Linked DNA regions of Mus musculus: region 1 is linked to region 2. The links are chromatin contacts, called in public Hi-C maps. All regions are on one chromosome and are shown on one strand. The core of a region is the stretch at or near the end of the contact, and the rest is flanking DNA. Distances in the headings are between cores, read along the strand shown. Region 1 has its middle 20 kb from the start of 1700129C05Rik. Region 2 holds the start of Xpo4 (exportin 4).

Region 1 (2,928 bases), core at 64-2,563, 1.5 Mb after region 2:
GGACTACTCCACACATCAAAGTAGAAGGCAAAGTACTTCTTTGAGTTCTGTGTTGTCTGTGATCACTAGGAAAAACTCTGAAGAGGTAGAGCCACCTTGAACTTAGTCTTATGGATAAGCAGAAGTTTGAGGGAATCTTAAGGAAAACAAGGAGAATCCAGGAGCACAATAACAGTGTGGTCAATTAGCTGTGTGACATATGAAGAAGTGCTCATGGAACAGTTCAATCAACATGAATTAAATGAAGGAAGGAATTGACAGCAAGGACATTCACTAGCTTAGCAGTCACCTTATATGACTTATATGAATTACAGCTTAATTTTACAGCCCATCACATCACAAAAGCTGTACAATGAACAGAAATGAAATGTTTTAGCTTGCTTTCTTGTCTGTCTATTTGTTTGTTTGTTTGTAAAGGCTTTTGTAATAATTTATGGTAAAAAAAATGTTGTGTCTGATCAGAACATCTTGAGGTCATAATTACTGCTATTATATTGATAGTTTCCAATCCAATAAAGAACAAAAATACTCAAAAAATAAAAACAACAGGATAAGATGGAGAATAATCAAGATAGATGCCTGACCAACCTTTGTCCTACACACACATGCAACATGTGTGCTTACAAGCATGTACACATATGTATAGAGACATGCAACATATGCCACACACAGAGACAGAGAGACAAACAGAGACAGAAAAGTCAGAAAAAAAATAGATAAGAAACACCACCAGCAAAAGGGTTCATAATACTACCAGCGTACAGTTTCTACAAGTAGGAAGAATTTGTTGCTGAACACATACAATTATAGGTGATGGTGATTACAATTTGGAGATGATATTGTAGTTTTCTTTTTGGTTGTCACCACGACAAATCCTTTTATTTTCACTCTGATTGTGAATGTCTCAGCATCCATGTGAGACAATTATGGAAACTTCTCTTCACTCCACCCAGCCCAAGGCTGTAAATTGACAGCATATGCCAGAAGTGTGGGTGCTGATCTTAACAACTTGTCAGAGACTCTGATGGCTCTGAAGAAACTGATCTCAGTACATTGAAAAACAAAAAACCTTTGTTGCCAGTTCCTAACATATTAGCTGCACAAATATATTTTTATCAACTGTAACTTACACATTAAAATATGCATGGTTAGAAGGTTTCATTTCTTGTAGGGAGTTTGGAGCATGTGGACTTGTCTTTGTCTTAGTATTTGAACAATGGATGGCACAGTTTGCAGAGGTTTTAGATCGTCCAGGAAGTGGTGGGTCTCTAAAGGAAGTGAGTCCTTGGGGGCTTGACCTTGAGGTTTTATAGCCCAGCCCCACTTGCTGTTTGCTCAGCCTTTCAAGTAGGAGTGACAGCAGAGATATAAAGCCTACTGCTTCTACTAGTATGCCTTCCCCTCCCTCCATGTCTAGTCTTCTCTAGATTCTGACTGTGATGGAATAAATGCCTAGAGATGTAAGCCAGAATAAGTGTTTAAGTTGTGTGGTATAAAGGGCTAGGAAAAAGAAAATCACAGTTGCAGGTGACTATGTGCTTCAATCGGTTGCTTACTGGGGATATATTGTAGACAGGGATTTTTATTAACTCAGTTTTTAAGATGTTACTGCCCAGGAACTAAATGGTTAGGGATGTTAGTTACCAGGGACAAGGCCAAGGGAGATGCTGGTTGCCAGGAACTGGGTGTGGATGTATTGGTTACCTAGAACTGGGCTGAGAAACTTTATCAGGGGCTTGGTAAAGAGAGATGTTGGTCAGCAAAGCAATGCTGTGAGGATGATTGGACAGCAGAGGCTCCTCGTGGGAAGATGTTGATTACTAACAACTTCATTGAGGGAGATCTTGGTGACCACGAGCTAGTTAGTAGAGTGATATATGTGATCAGGGAGAACCGGGTTGTAAGGGACTGGTAAGAGGAGAGGTTGTTAAATTAGAGACTGAATAACTAAAGGCATGCAGGTAACTTTCCTGGAGATGGCCCACCATTTTAGCATAGCTGCAATGAGTAAATTCTATATTGCAGGGCCTTTAGAAATCACATCTCAGAATTAAATTTTATTGCTGATATGCCTTTTCAGTCATTAAAAATTAGTCTAATAATTCCTGGACATTAGCCCACCCTAATGGGCAGATTGTCTGCAAATCAATGAAGATTTACTCTCTTGTAGTAATGCTATATAGACAAACTGATTATTTCATAATTCCTAATAATGATTCTAAATTTTTACAGGTAAATAGGAAAAGCTGCAATTAGGGCTCCGTAAACATTGATGTGTCACAGTCTAATTGCACTAGGATAGAAAGCAGGCTTGCAACAAATTTATGATTAGGGAAAACATTCCTTTTAGGCTAGCTGTGAAACCTGATATGTAAAATGTAATACACTGGGAATGGACAATTTATTATAGGCGAAAAGACAGAAGATAAAATATTGACTGGATTTATCTACACAAAACTTCAAAACTAATAAGACACAAGGCAGATGACTTGTCTCTTGACAAAACTGTGCTAGCTTATAACAAGAATTATTGTTTTAAACGTTTAATGAACTTGTAGAAATAGTGACAGATAATGAATGTTTAATTAGATAACTACTCGTAATGGAAACCATGTAAACATTCCTGCTGAAACTCCTTGATTTATGATGAATTTTTGGGATATAAAAATGCTTGGATGCCAAGGACCAGCCTTAGCTTGGAGAGGGGTTCCTGAGAGAAAGGGTGTTTGGGAGCAGGAAAAAAAAGGGGGGGGGGAAGGCAAGGCAAGGCAAGAAGAAAGGAAAGGAGAAAAAAGAAAAGAAAAGAAAAGAAAAGAAAAGAAAAGAAAAGAAAAAAGGAAGGGAGGGGAGGGGAGGGAAGGGAAGGGAAAGGAAGGGAAAGGAAAGAAAAAAGAAAAAGAGAAGGGAAGGAAAGGAGAACGGAAAGGA
Region 2 (2,737 bases), core at 20-2,519:
AATGTCTAAATCATTTCAAGTAATAAAATGGACATCTAATTTTAAAAACAAAACAAAAAACCCTACAAATGCAATCGTCATAATTTACAAAGAACGAAAGAAAGAAATCAGGCTGAGCCAGCAAGCATAAGACACACAGTTTACTAAGTAACGAAACAGTATCCTTCTCCTTACTTTTGCTCCCTATGTGAAATCCTGTTTATAATACCGACTCGTCCTGCTCAAACACCCTCACCAAACTATTTCGTGGTAGTTGTTAGACTTCAGCTAATAAGTACCTGGGAACCTGCCACAGAGTCAGTTTTCCAAAACGCGAAACCCACAAAGAGTAGGTCTTGAACCAAGTTTTGCCCCAACGACCTTGGTCCTAAAGATTAGCCTCTCTCCCTCCGGCCGGTCCGTCCACGTGCCGCCTGCTGCGGTTACCCAGAACAGTCTGCATGTCAGGCAAAGAGCTAGGGGACCCGATCCACAAGAGAACGAGGGTTGCTAACAGCACCCAGACTATGCCATCCCTCTCCTAACAGGATCAACTCCCCAGCGTCATGCACACAGTCCCAAGAATGTTCCCTAACCCAAGTCCTGCGGGGTTCACCCTGTGCCTTGCTCTGCTACCCAGTCTGCCTAGCGAGGTATGGAGCGAAGCTGGCGGCACAGGAAACTCTCCATCTTACACCACTACACCCCAGTGCCAGGCGGAGGAACAAGGCGGTCAGGGAAGGAGACAGCACTAGAAAGTAAAGAACCAAGGCAAGAGGAAAGTAGGATGGAGAATCCTGCGCCACGCCACCACCACCTCCACTTCAGGGTTCATCCCAAGGCCCTTCCTGGCCACCAACCCAGCGGACAGCAGGCCTGACCAGGGAGAGCCAGCCGGAGTCCCACTAATCCCCCGTTTCTCCGGACCCGGCGTCCTCACCATCAGAACTTTGGCCGCGTTCTCCAGCTGAGCGATCACTTCTGGGGGCCCCAGCGCCGCCGCCATCATGGTCTCTCTTCAATGACGCGCCATGCGCTGCATTCTGGGAGCAGGCGCCGCGGCCGGCCAATCGCCGCCGCGACCCCGGCGCCTCTCGCGCCTCCCGGGCTGTCGCAGCAGCCGTCGGCGTCGCGCCCCCAGCGGCCTGACGGGACCGCCGATTCCTGAGCAGCTGGAAGGAGACAAGCGTGAGCCCGGTCGCGGCGCTGGGAGGAGGGCGGCGGCAGCCGGCACCGGGCGAGGCCGAGCGGTTGGCTCTGTCAGCCGCGGCCGGGCATCCCGCGCGGGTCTGGGGCCTGCGCATGCGTGGTTCCCTGCTGGGTGCGGGCCGCGAGGTCCTGGACCGGAGCCGCGCAGCCCGTTAGCTGCGGGTTAAGGTTTGGGTGTCCTGCCCGTGCGGGAGCTTCCTCTCGCTCCCATAGGCTGTCCGGTGTGGAGCAGGATCTCTTAGCCTTGGAAGCGCTCTCCTAAGGGTGCGTCTACGCCCAGAATTCATGCCTCCCGCTCCGCGGTTCATTCCGCTGTGAGAAAAGGGCATCCGTGGACGAAATGCTTGGTTTTCTTGATTTTTGAAACCCTCTCCCTAACCACTTGGCTTCCTGAAGTCAGTAAGGGCTCAGCTGCCGCCAGCTTTGGACTTCAGGAGTTTATAATAGCAATGCTAAGTACAGAATCTGCGAGGAAAGGTGCGTTACAGTAACTTCAACGCGCTGTCTTCTCTCCGGTTCTTTAAGGTTTTGTTTTTCAAAGTCTACGTCCAGGAAAGTGATCCCGACATCAGCTAGTTCAATGTTCAAAAGGTGGTCTAGTTGAAGTATTTGTATGTTTCGACCTGACAGCTCCATTTTCTGAGTTTTGTTGACTGCCTGTTCTGCTTTCTGGGGAAAATCCACGTTTTTGAGTTCCTTCTGTAGACTTCCTGGTTTTCCCAGAGATTTGTAAGTCTGCCCTCCGCCCCTTTGAGGTTTTGTGTCTTCGAAATAGAATTGCATTAATTTTTAAATGATTTATTTTTTATTTTATGTGCATTGTTTTGTGTGCATGTATGTCTGTGTGAGAGTGTCAAATCCCCAGCAACTGGAGTTACTGATGATTGTAAGGGTGCTGGAACTGAACCTGAGTCCTCTGGAATTGCAGCCAGTGCTTTTAACCACTAAGCTATCTCTCTATTACTATTGTTTCTATTGAAACAAATGTAAATTCTTCTCTTCACCCCACCCACTCTCAGTGCCTTTATTTATTTATTTTATATGTAAATACACTGTAGCTGACTTCAGACTCCACAGAAGAGGGCATCAGATCTCACTATGGATGGTTGTGAGCCTCGATGTGGTTGCTGGGATTTGAACTCAGGACCTTCAGAAGAGCAGTCAGTGCTCTTAACCGCTGAGCCATCTTTCCAGCCCCTTTTCTTGTGTTTTTAACAGGATTTTTCTATTCACGCTGTAGACCAGGCCAGCCTCAAACACAAAGATCCACCTGCCCTCTGCCTCCTCAGTGCTGGGATTAAAGGCATGGCCAATCGGTTTTTTGTTTGTTTGTTTGGATTTTTTTGACTTCTCTACTATTTTTGAGAAGTAAATTAATGAGATTTTTTTTTTTTTGCTTGAGAAATAAAAGTGTCTTTCATTTCATTACCAGATGACAAAATTAGTTGAAGTGCTGTTAATGGTGGTTTTCCTGTTGAGATTTGTGTGAACAGGGGCCAGCCAAATGGCTCAGCAGATAAAAGAACTTTCAGTACTAGCCTGAGGACCT

The links. Hi-C and Micro-C count contacts between places; a contact is called where the count stands out from the background.
Region 1: a Hi-C map of the MNK3 cell line shows a contact between it and region 2, with 8 times the contacts expected there. The contact joins the enhancer-like site here to the promoter of Xpo4 in region 2. A contact is called at or near these places in 12 of 39 promoter capture datasets (the 3T3-L1 cell line, 3T3-L1-derived adipocytes, cranial neural crest and 7 more), 1 of 15 datasets of contacts at CTCF or cohesin (large pre-B cells), 75 of 484 Hi-C or Micro-C datasets (the AtT-20 cell line, B cells, the C2C12 cell line and 45 more), 10 of 115 datasets of contacts at active chromatin or transcription factors (PVALB interneurons, T-cell acute lymphoblastic leukemia, astrocytes and 7 more) and 1 of 9 other capture datasets (adipose tissue).

Annotation. Positions count from the first base shown.
Region 1 is chr14:59,120,963-59,123,890 of GRCm38.p6, forward strand. No RefSeq gene overlaps it. Among named protein-coding and RNA genes, the nearest start is that of 1700129C05Rik, 20 kb to the right of the region's middle. Within about 2 kb of position 1,314, at least 2 of the 459 cell types and tissues checked have an H3K27ac peak or open chromatin away from gene starts, as enhancers often do. A contact at or near this core is called in the MNK3 cell line and the P5424 cell line, where this site is marked.
Region 2 is chr14:57,663,969-57,666,705 of GRCm38.p6, forward strand. It overlaps Xpo4 (exportin 4), which reads right to left and starts at 1,270. Exons shown (of 23, transcript NM_020506.2): 1 at 920-1,270. The coding sequence starts at 988.